4 separate regions of the Mus musculus genome follow, and regions 2, 3 and 4 are each linked to region 1. Evidence: chromatin contacts called from public HiChIP or PLAC-seq and promoter capture Hi-C data. All regions are on one chromosome and are shown on one strand. Each heading gives the region's core, a stretch centred on a gene start, on an enhancer-like site or on the middle of the called end of the contact. The rest is flanking DNA. Distances are from core to core; before and after follow the strand shown.

The links. Promoter capture Hi-C pulls out the DNA fragments that hold promoters and counts their contacts. HiChIP or PLAC-seq counts read pairs in DNA pulled down with a chosen protein or histone mark. Capture Hi-C pulls out chosen DNA fragments and counts their contacts.
Region 2: a contact with region 1 is called in a promoter capture Hi-C map of the 3T3-L1 cell line, with 3 times the contacts expected there. The contact joins the enhancer-like site here to the promoter of Thoc2l in region 1. A contact is called at or near these places in 5 of 39 promoter capture datasets (the 3T3-L1 cell line, cranial neural crest, pre-B cells and 1 more) and 1 of 484 Hi-C or Micro-C datasets (embryonic stem cells).
Region 3: an H3K4me3 HiChIP or PLAC-seq map of bone marrow-derived macrophages shows a contact between it and region 1, with 5 times the contacts expected there. The contact joins the promoter of Sparcl1 here to the promoter of Thoc2l in region 1. A contact is called at or near these places in 2 of 39 promoter capture datasets (cranial neural crest and second pharyngeal arch cranial neural crest) and 2 of 115 datasets of contacts at active chromatin or transcription factors (bone marrow-derived macrophages and large pre-B cells).
Region 4: a contact with region 1 is called in a promoter capture Hi-C map of adipose tissue. The contact joins the promoter of Zfp951 here to the promoter of Thoc2l in region 1. A contact is called at or near these places in 3 of 39 promoter capture datasets (the C10 cell line, liver and pre-B cells), 1 of 115 datasets of contacts at active chromatin or transcription factors (microglia) and 2 of 9 other capture datasets (adipose tissue and liver).

What each region holds. Positions count from the first base shown.
Region 1 is chr5:104,506,812-104,510,067 of GRCm38.p6, forward strand. Thoc2l (THO complex subunit 2-like) reads left to right here and starts at 1,539. Exons shown (of 8, transcript NM_001166581.2): 1 at 1,539-1,760.
Region 2 is chr5:103,997,476-104,000,731 of GRCm38.p6, forward strand. The region is part of intron 5 of Hsd17b11 (hydroxysteroid (17-beta) dehydrogenase 11); the gene reads right to left. Among named protein-coding and RNA genes, the nearest start is that of Hsd17b13, 22 kb to the left of the region's middle. Within about 2 kb of position 1,571, at least 16 of the 459 cell types and tissues checked have an H3K27ac peak or open chromatin away from gene starts, as enhancers often do.
Region 3 is chr5:104,112,280-104,115,535 of GRCm38.p6, forward strand. Sparcl1 (SPARC-like 1) reads right to left here and starts at 1,809. Exons shown (of 11, transcript NM_010097.4): 1 at 1,098-1,809. It overlaps LOC330143 (a long non-coding RNA gene), which reads left to right. Exons shown (of 3, transcript XR_003955771.1): 3 at 1-3,256.
Region 4 is chr5:104,858,554-104,861,809 of GRCm38.p6, forward strand. Zfp951 (zinc finger protein 951) reads right to left here and starts at 1,515. Exons shown (of 5, transcript NM_001039231.3): 1 at 1,114-1,515. The coding sequence starts at 1,143.

The sequences.
Region 1 (3,256 bases), core at 289-2,788:
TATGACATCAAGCAGGTAAACATGGCGGTGAGGCAGTAGCCCAGAGCTTACATCTAGATAATAAACATGATGCAGAGAGCTAACTGGTAGTGGTGTGTGCTTTTGACACCTCAGAGATCACCCCAGTGACATATCTTATCCAATAAGGTAACAACTCCTAATCCTTCCCAAATAGTTCTACCAGTTGGGGACCATATATAAGAAACCATGCATGCTCAATATTGCTCAAAAAGCTAAAAGTAAATCTACCATGACTCAGATCCACTCCTCTGCATATGCCCAAAGGACATCCTCCTACAGATGCTTGCTTAGCAGTGTCCATTGCTGCTCTGTTCACCATAGCTAGCGAGGGGGAACCACCTAAATGCCCTTCGAGTGATGGACGGGCAATGCAAATGTGGCACAGATACACCACAGGATAAAGGAAAATGACATCATGATGTTTGCAGGTAAGTGCAGCTCTTGCCAAGATGCAGGCATTAAATAGTTGCTGGGGAAAGAAAAATGAACAATCTCCCACCCACATTCATTATTTTCATATTGGGCAAAGACATCTAAATAGAAATAATTGCTTGGAAAGTGACCAAGCCACTTATACAGTATCTACTGTTATATGCAAGGCAATGTAGTGGATCCTGATCATGGTAAAAATTTTTTTTAATGTGCATCTCTATCTGTCTACAGCTTACTATTGAATCAAAAAAACCTTATTAAGTCATGTGTTTGAGATACATATATGCATATTTGCACATCTCATTTGATTTTATGTATTTCTGTTGCTTTGTAACATAATGGTCAGATATATACTCCTGAACAATTTATTGATTTTATACATACACGACATAATAACCAGATAACAACAGAAATGACAATTTTCGGAGATGGGGTCAAAATATGAGTTCAATTCTTAATGTATTTAAAACCTGATGCCTTTTTAAATTAAAAAGAATTTTAATCTAAAAATAAAGAAGTTTAACTTTCACCCCTCATCAAAGCTTCTTTTCATACTGGATAGAGAGCATGACAGACACCCACAAGTAGCAATGTCCCAGTTCTCCCAGTACAATGTGCAATAACTATAAAATATTTCCAAGTTTCTGTATAATGCATACATACATCCTTCTGATAAAAAGTTTTATAAATAGCTTTAAGGGCTTGGTTGGGAACAAATTTTGGCAGCTGTCTACAGTGAACAAGTATTTTAGTCCTTCCCTAACTCATGCCTTGACTTCTCTTGAGATGCAACATACTTTGGGAGATAAACAGACTTTTTCCATAGTACACTACCAGATTTTCCACCAGTTGAACCACATCATTTTCGGAAAGCTCTCAGAATTGTTTGTATTTAGCATTCACATTCAAATGAAACCGCCAGTGCACACAGTCACCTCAGCAAGGCATTTTCTAACAAAGGCGCAGTGATGACCAACGACCTCAGTCCCCACCCCGCCCCCCGCCCCCCGCCCCCCGCCCCCCGCCAGCAACCGAAGTGCGGCCGCGCGTGCGCAGAGGACTCGCTGCACCGCCGCCGTCCCTCCGCAGTGACGTCAGCCGAACGCCGAGGAGATCCCGACCGGTTTCCCACCGCTCTGTGGAGTCGGCGGTGTGTCGTTGGTGTCCCTATCGAGCTGGGTCAGGAGGGCGCGGAGCGGTGAAGCCCTTCCCGAGCCGCGGCGTAGAGGCGGTTCGCGGCGGCTGGAGCGGGGAGGCGCGAGCCGGCGCGGTCGCGGCGGGCGGCGCGGGCGGAGCGCGAGCGAGCGGTGAGTCGGCATGGCGGCCCCCAGGCGAGCGGGCGGGCTGCGGCCTCTGTCCAGCTCGGCGGCGGCTTGGCGGACCGGGCTGTGCTAACACACGCAGGGGAAAGCCACAGACCCCCGAGTCTTTCCGGGGCGTTCTTGAAGCGAACAGACCTTAAATGAGATCTGGTGTCACCGGGCGCTTCCTCAGCCCCGGCATTTGGTGGCTCCCGTGAGCGTCTCTGGGCACATAGAACGCCTACCTGGCCCGCAGGCAGTAGGTGGTTTCTGGACCGCGAGCTCCGAAGAGTTAAACTGTGTGCCAGGTGCAGTAAACTCAGGAACTGGAGCGAAAGGAGTGAAGAGTTGACAGCACTACCGGGAATTACTTCAGTATTCCTCACCCGGTTCTAATAAGTAGTTTTTTGCAATATTCTGAAGCTGTGGAAATGCTGGATACGGGGAAGGTGGTTGCGATTAAATTAAGAGAAAGGACGGGGTGCCAGGATTTTAGGAGTGTGTTTTGCCGTCCCTAGGTTTGCCTGCTACATTTGCCCTCAGAAATTTACCTCCCGTAGGAGATTTTCAGGATCATATTTACAACCAAAATCAGAATATTATCAGCTTAAATTGACACTGGGCATTATTGTTAACTTGAACTGGGAAGCCCCAGTTCAAGAAACTCAGCCAAGGTGCATGGACAAGAACGTTGATTGTTTATAGAGTACTGAAAACACTGCAGTATACTTTATACAAATTTGAAGGCATGTATTCATGATATGCCCAAATATTTGGCAGAAGTTATTCTTTTGAATGCTTTGCAGAAGACGTCTTAATCTTAAACACTCATATAAATACTCTCGCTTCATTTCAAGCCAAAATGGGGATGCTAGCTTCTTTATACTTAACAGTTATTTTGATACCAGCAAGCTTTGTAGTTCCAAAAGATGGTGTAAGTAGCATGGGTCGCCTAAGGCCATTGGAAACCGTGTTCACATTACAGTTCATAACAGTAGGTTATGAAGTTGCAACAAAAATAATGTTATGGTTGGGTCACTACAGCATGAGGAACTAACTGTATCAAAGTGTTGCAGCATTAGGAAGGTTGAGAACTGCTGACATAGAGGTAAAAGAAAACACAAAAGAAAAGAAAGCACATCACAAAATAGAGACCAGGATAGTCAGCCAAATGAAACATTCTGGTATTATGAAAATAAACCATGTAGGCCAAGTTTAATTCCCACCACTGCTGTAATGGAGAGGCATACATGTGTGTGTGTATCAAATGCCTATATATTATGTAGGCTGAGTTTCATTCCTACCACTGCCGATGTAGAGAGACATGCATGCGTGTGTATCAAATGTCTGTATGTAGTCTAGGGGTTCCCACCCTCCTCCTTTTCCTCTCCTTTCACTTAGAATAGGTCTAAACCAATAACCAGACCACAGCAAGGAAGCATGGATAGTTACTGTTTCTAGAACCCCGTGTTGAACAGAATACCTAATTTGATACTGTAAAG
Region 2 (3,256 bases), core at 321-2,820, 510 kb before region 1:
TCTGAGTCTCCTAGAAACGTCAGAGTCTACACCATAAAGCACTAATAGGTCTGCTTCAACAGAGCTTTACAAGGACAACAATGGACTGCTGTGGAGGGGGGAAGCTCACGAGCCCTCCACCTTAACCAAAGAATTACAGGCAACTGAGGGCAGGAGAAACCACTTCCAAGTAGTTATCCAATACCAAATGGTCAGCCCTGAAACCAAGTAACATCATACAGGCTGAGCAGACTGTACTCATACATAGAACACACACACACACACACACACACACACACACACACACACACACACAACTACTTTAACAATTAAGGAAAAGGAGGCCACAAATTTGAAGGTGGGAGAATGTTACATGGTGAGGGTTTGGAGGGAAGGAAGCGAAAGGAGGACATGATATAATTACATTATAATATCAAAAGTAAAAGAAGATTAAGAAAGAAGCTACAAGTCATATTAAACCAAACAGAAGGCAAGACGACTGAGAAACAGTGAAGACTTAATTATAGGGAAGTGGACAGAGACCAGAAACAGCAGAGAAGCCATGAGTAAGTGGACAGAGACCAGAAACAGAAGAGAACCCAGGATTCTTTGAAAAGAACCACATCCTAGCATTCTAAGCTAGGATGGCCAAGGGAAATAGAATTCAGAACATGAAAACAGAGTACAGCAGGGGCAGTACTAGGACCTCACAGAATAACGACTCTGAGAGCACCGTGAACAGCCCTGGGACAGAGTCCACATGAGATACACAGACCTAAGGAATGGCAGCCACTGAAACTGCTTCACAAGGAAACTAAAAACTGGAGCAGGCCTTTAGTAAGAAATTAAATTGGCACTCAAGACTGCTCGTTTTAGACAGTCAGGGTCTGACTGTGTAGCCCAGGCTGGCCTAGAGCTTTCTATATAGACACATCTGAACTGGAAATTCTAGCTACCATGCCCAGCTTCCTTCCTTCCTTCCTTCCTTCCTTCCTTTCTTTCTTTCTTTCTTTCTTTCTTTCCTTCTTCTTCTTCTTCTTCTTCTTCTTTCTTCTTCTTCTTCTTCTTTCTTCTCCTTCTCCTTCTCCTCCTTCCTCCTTCTTCTCCTTCTCCTCCTCCTCCTCTTCCTTCCTTCTTCTTCTTCTTCTTCTTCTTCTTCTTCTTCTTCTTCTTCTTCTTCTTCTTCTTCTTCTTCTCCTTCTCCTTCCTTCTCCTTCCTTCTCCCTCTTCTTCTTCTTCTTCTTCTTCTTCTTCTTCTTCTTCTTCTTCTTCTTCTTCTTCTCCTTATTCTTCTTCTCCTTCTTCTTCTTCTTTCTTTTTAACGTTTAAAGGAGAACTGACAGAAATCTTTTAATAATTCTTTCAAGAACAGATGGCAAGGAAGCTTCCTGTTTTGTTTCATGTTGGGTCTCAGTATTTAAGCCCAAGCTGGTCTTTAATTTGTGATAATGAGCGTAATGTGCACTAAAATTAGAGGCATGAGTCACCACACTTGGCTTACTGCCTGCTACCTTGAACTGTTACCTAGCTAAGTTCTGGAAACCGTGAGGCCAACCAATCACAGGCGTGAATCTCCAAAACTGTGGACAAAAATAAACGTTTTCTCTGTGTATGTTGATTATCACCAGTATTTTGCCAGAGTGACAAAAAGATGACCAGCTGCAGAGTTGTTATATAAAGTAGAAGCAGAAGAAACTGGAAGACAGGGGCAGGCAGGAAGGGCAGAGGCTCATGTCATCTTTGCTTCATAGCGAGCTGAATTCAGCTTTGGCTGTATGAAATTAGAGGGAGAAGGAGAGAGAGGGAGGAGGGAGGGAGGAGGGAGAGAGAGAGAGAGAGAGAGAGAGAGAGAGAGAGAGAGAGAGAGGAAGAGAAAGAGTCAAAGAGACACTGAGAGGCAGAGGTAGAGACAGATTATCAAACCATGGCTGGAGGATCAAAGCTGGCATGCAGGATCAGATCAGAGAATAAAGGCAAACAGAAAGAACCGGGGACTGATTTTGGTATTTAGCAGGTGAATATTTTGAAATAACCCTATTGCTATCCAAGCTTATTTAATAAAAATAATTCTTAGTTCTCAAGAACTTAATCAGGGGGCATGACAATATTTAATTCCCATAAATTCAGACTACAGTGAACTCTTGCCTTTATGGAAACCTGGCTTCTTTGCAGTGTGTTACATGTGTAAACACAAGTGATAGACGACATATGAGTGCCCTTAGGGGTGGATTTAAGCACCAACGGTCATCTGGGACACATTTCAAATTCGTCCACTTAGAAGCCGTTCCAGTTTCTTCAGAGAGAAATCTGGCTCTGGGTAACTGGGTCTGAGATTCCTTTCTGCTACTCATGGGGAATAACTGTAAGCCTCAGACGACTCACCTATCGGATAGCTAGACAGCATCTACCCCAGTGCTCCAGATGTAAGAAAAAGACTGTTTGGTGATCAGCTGGGGCACACACTGCTAGTCTCTAATTATTTCTCCTCGGGATACCTGTGCTCCAGCAGAGGGCGCTCTTGCCTTGTCCAGCCATGTCCTGGGGCAATAGCTTTAAAATGTAGTACCAGGTTTTAACAAATGAAAGATCACCTGTTTTTTATTTTATTTTATTTTTTAAAAACGAATGCCAATATGCTATTTCAGCATCTAAATCCTGAGACAGAGAGGAAGCAGCAAGGGGTATTTTGGTATGGCTGCTCCCCAACTCCAGCCTGACCTGTCGTTTCTTCAGGGTTAAGTTAGGGCTTCATAGTTCATACAGACAGAGTTAAGAACTGGCTTTCTGAACAGATTGTCTTGCCTTTTGTTGTGTGTTTCTTCTGTTGTTGTTGGAGACAGATCTTACTTTGTTGCCTATGCTGGTGTGAAATTTAGCCTCCAGAGTGCTGGGATCATGGGTGGTGCTAGAAAACCTAGGTTTAGTCTTACTTTTATTTTCTAACAAAATTGTAGCTTAACATAGATTCTTTTGGGGTGAGGTCTTGTGACACTAAGAACTTCTGCCCAGAAAAGTTACCAAGTAAAGACAGATGGTGGCTGAGGAATGGGACACAATCCTAGCTTGCTGTACATCCGACAGAAGACTAATATCTAGACGGTACAAAGAACTTAAAAAACTAAAATTTCAAGATACCAAGTCCATGCAATAAATGGGTTAAAGAAGAGATATTTCTGAAAAGATAGAAGTCAAATGGCCAATAAACATGAAAAAAATAATTGCTCAGTTTCAGCAGCCATCAGAGAGATGCACACCAGCTACACTGAGGTTCCCGCCT
Region 3 (3,256 bases), core at 559-3,058, 390 kb before region 1:
GATGTGGGAAGTCGTGTCCGGTGATTGACAAGCAGAGGAAACAGACTGCTCTACCTGATTGGACTTCACTTAGACGATCCAAACTTTAAATCTTTCCTAAGAATGGGGTGGGGGGTGTCTTTAAGAAAAACAAAGGAAACCAGTCAGAAACAAAGATTTAGTGGAGCGAGCTGTAAACTGAAAACAAAACCCTGGGATCTAAGAGAAAGGAGAGGGTAAAATTTTTTTCTCCCCACTGCGGGTACATTTCTATTCTGTGTGGCTGGAGTCTGCCCCAGAGGAGTCTGCAATGTCAAGGTGGCACATTTAACCTCTTTGCAGACAAAAAGCACTGCAGATGAGACTATACTGCAGGACTTCTCTCGGGTACTTTTTCAACTGTATTGATTGGCAGCTGCAAGCAGGGTTATAGTTTTCTACTGCAGGGTGATCTTGTTCCTGAAGGAATGAGCGAGAAAGGCTCGCAGGAAGTGCTGTATTGGGGAAGGTGCAGATGGGAGGACCTTCTCAAAGACAGCACAGTTGTTAGCCCTGACTTCTCCTTTAGCATTGTGTTTTTCTAGAGAGGATGTAATGAGGAACCGGGCATATTCCCTGTCCCCTTGTCACCTCTTAACAAATGATAGGTAGCAGGAGGAGAGAGATCTGTGAAAACTGTGAGGGAAAGGATAATATGAAAGTAACCGAAGAAGAATGTACTGTTAGAGATATTTCCTAACTGAAAAACAAACAAACAAACAAACAAAGCATTCTACTTCTACACAGCTGTCAGGCCCATGACAGTGACAGATACAGTTAGGTAATTTAAACATGGCAAACACACATTTTTTAAAATTTTGAAATCTATACTTCTGGTTTGGCCATTACGAAAACTATGGTTTATTAGTGCTCGACATTTAATTTTGTAGGAGGAAAAGAGACATGGCCACACAAAGTAAAATTCTCCTTTTTCCTTCATATAAATCACTCCAAATGGGATTATAAAAATAAACACATGGCTTTGAATTATTTAAGCAGAATCATCAAGCAGTCTTTTTAGATCAGGGAAGTCAGTTTAACGCATGCAGTTGGGCAATATAAGCAAATTTAACATTTACCTGCGGAGAGGTGGCTGGATCCAGAGCCTTGGTAGCTTGAAGCCGAAGTTGAGTCCCCTCCTTGCACACAGCCAGGAGGTAAAAGTTTGACAAATGCCCAAGAGGAGCTAGCTCTTCCACCCCCCTCCCTCGTCAGCTTGGCTGCTTTGCCTAGAAGCACATTCACGTTTATTGGAGTTGAAATTCTGCTGCTCTGTCAGCCAGTCAGGGTCTGAAGTGACAGATGAGAATTTGGAGGTTGGCACCACAGGGTGTTTCAGGCTGTCATGGTTTCTGTTGCAGATTCCTGGATCTCGCTCCCTCCGTGCTGCTGAGCTTTGCAGCAGAGCAGACCCAGAGGGAGAGAGCTAATTCTGCAGCATGCATGGAGTGAACGGCCCTCCCCTAGCCTCTCCTCCTCATAGGCTCCTAACTTGGCCAGAGTGTAAGCATTTGGCTCTTCATGCAATTTTTTTTTTTCAAACAACTCTGAGAGATCGTATGATTGGGATCCCTTGGGGCTTGTGACTCTGAGACACTGCAGAGAGGCTTCACACTCTTGTTTATTCCTAGGGCGACTGCAAAGCCAGGGTGAAAGGACAGAAGGATCACTGCAGCAGATGCGTTTTTATATTGCTCGATTGGAAGCTGTCCTCATGACCGCAGTCTGAACGTTAACAGAGAACCGTTCCGGCTGCTTTAACCGTCCTACTCGTAAGCAGCTCTGGAAAATGAAGTTGCTGCTCTTTAGAGCATGCTGATTTAGAGAAGCTGTGATTCATAGCCTGCTCTTGCCCAGCCCAGTCAGTCATCCTCTGTAAGCCTATGATGGCACCGGGCTGTACAAGAAGAGGTCTTCCTGTGTGCTTATTTCTGACTTTGCACTGTGGCATTCATCTATCAAGGCATGTAAATATTTATTTATTTATTTATTTATTTATTTATTTATTTACCTGGCCCCGAGCTAATCTGGAACCCACAGAGATCCGTCTGCCTCTGCCTCCTGGGTACTAAGTTTAGAGGAGCAGCAGTAGGCCTGGCTCTGCTTCTGTATATGTATGTGTGTAATCATTTCAATGGTTGTGTCTGTATTTATTGCACATTTATCGTGTGTCGGACCCTGCGCTAACAGCTTTCAATGCATCGTGTTCGTGGAGTCTGACAAGTCTTTGGAGGTTTTACTACGTTCCCATTTTAAAGATAGTACAGAGTAATGTTAACTGTACAGGATTTAAGGACAGGCAGCTTGGATTTTCTTCTTGACTTTCCCACACCCTAACTGTACACCCAGGAGCTAGTAATAACCTCTCTCAGCATCTGCTTTCTTATTTATAAAATGAGGCTACAGATATAGGAGGAGTGATTATAAGGTCTATCACAGGCAATTGTTCTGAGTTTCAATAATTTGATGCAAACCAACTGCATAAAACTCCTGCCATGTAGTAGACACTCAACAAATGTTAACTATTTTGGTTTATGTCAGACGACAGCAACGTTCGCTTTCTCCCGGGTCTCTAACTGTAATAGCAAGGTGGTACTCTCCTTGCCTCCCGCCTGTGTTAGCCAACTGAGCAGGCATTTCGCTGAGGAAGAGATACTGCCCCCCCACCCCCTTCTCCAGGTGACTAGCCCAAATGCTTCTGATACTATACACTCTCCACTAACACTGGATGAGAAGTTGTTATTTAACGTAATTTAGGCTCTCTGAGTGTGTGACAAAGTCAACAGGCAACCAGACTGATAAAAGCAAAAGCCAAGTGAAGCAAATAAAAACCCTGAGCTATACAAGTTTGCAGACGTGCCTCAGCCGGTTCGCTCTACGGACCCCAGAACATTCGTCGCACTGATTTTCAGAATGAGAAAGGTAACAGAACTTATCTCTGTCGTGCAGCAGGGAAGTCTGGGAGCAGAGGAAGCCGGGCAGTGAGCCAGAGCCCTTCCAGCTGGGAAGGGCGCACGTGTCTGGGATCAGGATTATAGAAAGGGCCGAGGATGTGACGTCTTGAAGCCTCAGACAATGGGATGTTTTTTCCTCAGCTCAGGTTTGGAGTGTGAGCAGCTCCTCTGAGGAAGGGACAAGGGTTTGTTTCTTCCAGGGCCTCTGCACACATCTGCACGCTTCTCTCTGGTCTTAGCAGCATAGAGGATGCTGGCGCCATTCTGCGATGGTGTCCCGAGGG
Region 4 (3,256 bases), core at 265-2,764, 350 kb after region 1:
AAAACCCTCTGAAACTCAAATCTACTTTTGAACCGTGGACTTAATTTCCATGAAACATGCATTGTGGCTGGTGGTAATAAAACAAGGGACAAATGCATAACAATAGTGACTTTCAAGAAGAGCAGGCAATTTCCTGCTGAGGAAATGCCAAAATAAGATGATGTATGATCTTGTCCTTATGTGTAATATTACCTGCTGATCTATAACCTGATACACACACAGCTTCTCAGCTGACATAATTACATCAACAAAGTTTGATCACACAGAACATCCCCAACTTGTATACCCACCAATCTGTACAATTTCTATAAACATGCATGAATTAATAAATGCTGAGGAATTTAAAACATTCACTCACTTTGCCTCAGAATGATGACCCCTGCAGATGACTCCCTTAAACTTTAGTCTGTGAGCTAGCTCTTGTCTACATTGTTTCACCCTATTGTGTACACAGTAAACAATTCCTCCTGTTCTAGTCTGAAGGCAGAAGACATAGTTCCACAGGAATGCACTTTTTCTTCCACTGCAAAGGACAGTTAATCACAGGACTTAAATGAGTAATTTTAAAACGCTCTTGTACATACATGTAACATTCAAACTAAGAAAGTCTAATAAAAAGGAAAGCAGGGTCATTGCCCTGGGGAGCATGAGACTGGAATGCACGTGACAACATAGCTTGTCTCAGAAACAGTTTTCTAAAAGGCTGAAGGTGCAGCTGTACAAAAATTAACGGATCTATTTTTTGGTTCCTTAAAAGCAGAGACATATTGAAAGAACGTGCTCTCAGTCACCCAACAGATGGGATGCCTTTTACAACTAGACAAAATTAACTCCAGATGAATCACAACAAAAAATGATACAGGAGAAGAACTTGTAGACTCTACTAGAGGAACCAAGCCTGCCTGCCACTGGCATCCTGTCAAGGATGTTTCTATACACAAGGCCCTGCTTCAAATGCTTTGTGCAGATTCAGCCCAGAGAGGGAAGTTATTCAGATGCCACTGCTGGGTCTAGGAATGGCTTACACTAAGAGACCTCACACGCGGCTGCATAAACCTGCCGGTTCCCGCCCAGCCCCGAGTAGGACCCACCACAATGGCTCCAGCTCCTCACCTTTGTGGGCAGTGAGCATGTGCTGGCCATGCTGCAATTTCAGAGCTTGCTTAGGCTTCCCTCAGTACTCAGCAGTTGAGGTCGAAGCACAACACACCAATTGACTCACAATAGCATGGAAGCCACATGATTTCGGGAAGAAGCATCCTCCTATTCTGACTGGCAGGCACGTATGGAGGCTCTGATTGGTCAGTGAATCTGTCAGTTCATGTATTCACTTCCGCTGGTTTCAGCCTCTTTGGGCTCTGAACCGAGGAATATATGCTCCTCACCTTTGCGGAGAGTGAGGATGTGCTGGCCATGCTGTATCTTCAGAGCTTCCTGAGCTTCCCTCAGTACTCGGCAGTTGAGTTGAAAAAACAACACACAAAATCACGTAAACTCTCGCAGAACCTGCAATGTGATTTCCGGAAGAACCCTCCTCCTTTTCTGACTGGCAGGCGCATATGGAGACTCTGATTGGACAGTGAATCTGTCAGTCCATTTATTCACTTCCGTTGGGCACAGCTTGTTTGGGCTCCGTACCGGGGAATAAATATCTAGACTCTTTTTTTCTTTTCTGCAGCCTGGCTGGTGCTGGGCTTCAGGGGAAGCCAAGAGTCTGCTCAGGGATGGGAAATGCAGTCTTTGATGAGGGCCGAGGCTAGAGCTGGTTAGGGAGTTCCTGGTCTGTGACGTGTCCCAGTTCTGGGGTGGAGGGTGGGGGGAGGTTCTGACTCTTGAACATCCAGGCATAGCTGAGAGTCCCAGAAGAGCCACGAACTGAATCAGGGCCCTTGGGGGCACATATCTGTGTGATATGATTTTAAATTATGTAGCCATATTGTGTTTACAATATTTTAGCTTCGTGAAGAGTAAATTTTAAAGCCCGTCTACAACCTCAAATCTATTCTTTTTGAGTCTCAGTTGACAATAAATGTATTTCAGGGCTTCTGTTAATTTCTTGCTGCCCTCCCATTGTGAAGCTCTGTATTATATGAGAATGACATGAAGTTTTTCTGTTCCATGAATAACAGGGCTTTAAGATCCTTGTCCTAGATACCTTGAAGCCAGTATTCTCCTGACAGTCTTTGTAACAAGATGTAGAATTCCCAGCTCCTCTTGCACCATGCCAGCCTAGGCTCCTGCCATGCACCAGCTTTGATGCTAATGGAGTGAACCTCTGAATTTGTAATCAAGCTCCAATTAAATGTTGTCCTTGTAAGAGTTATCTTTGACATGGTAACTGTTCACAGCAGTAAAACCATCATTAAAGGAGGAAGGAACAATCGAAAGGAGAAAACAAACAACTAAAGGCCATTTCAAAAGACATATCCAAAGACACTACCATTGTTTCCTGTCCAGTGGAACTCCCTGCTGACCTTACCTGCCATTGGGGGTTGGACCTGAGGTGACAGAGTGTCAAGGACACAGACTTTTGGAGCAGACAAGAAAGACAGTGCAAGGTCTCTAAACACTGCTGTAAGCTCCCTTAATTCCCTCCACCCATGCTATTGGTACCAAGAAAGCATATGCGAGTATGAATATAAATGCTCAAAAGATACTGTGGAATTACAACTCTTTAAATAATTTTTCAACAATTCCCACCATTGTACATATCAGTTGCAGGTTTATTTGCTGAATTTACAGTACAAAAAAATACAAATTTAAGAAATAGAGAAAAAGAAGATGGTTTCTGTTTCTTATCAAGACAATTTATACAAAATAGAAATTTAAATATGAAACCCTCAAAAATGGTAATTTAACAATGAATCCTTTTCTGAAGAGGTAGCAATTGTACATAATTAATTGTTAAGAGGATAATCATTATACAAGCTAAAGACAGGTGATTCTCTTACAAACCCCATGATAAGAGTTGGAGCCCCATGATGAGAGATGGAAACCCTGTGTCTCCAAGAATTCTTCACCAGCACATCTCTAAGACAACACACTCAAAGGTAATGTCAAAGTTAATTCAGGATATTTACTGTTGCTTCCATTTACAAACATATAGTTAAAACACATCATACGAGTGTGAGACAACACACTCAAAGGTAATGTCAAAGTTAATTCAGGATATTTACTGTTGCTTCCATTTACAAACATATAGTTAAAACATATCATTAAACATTTCTTCTTATTTAATTGATACTAGTCCTCATAT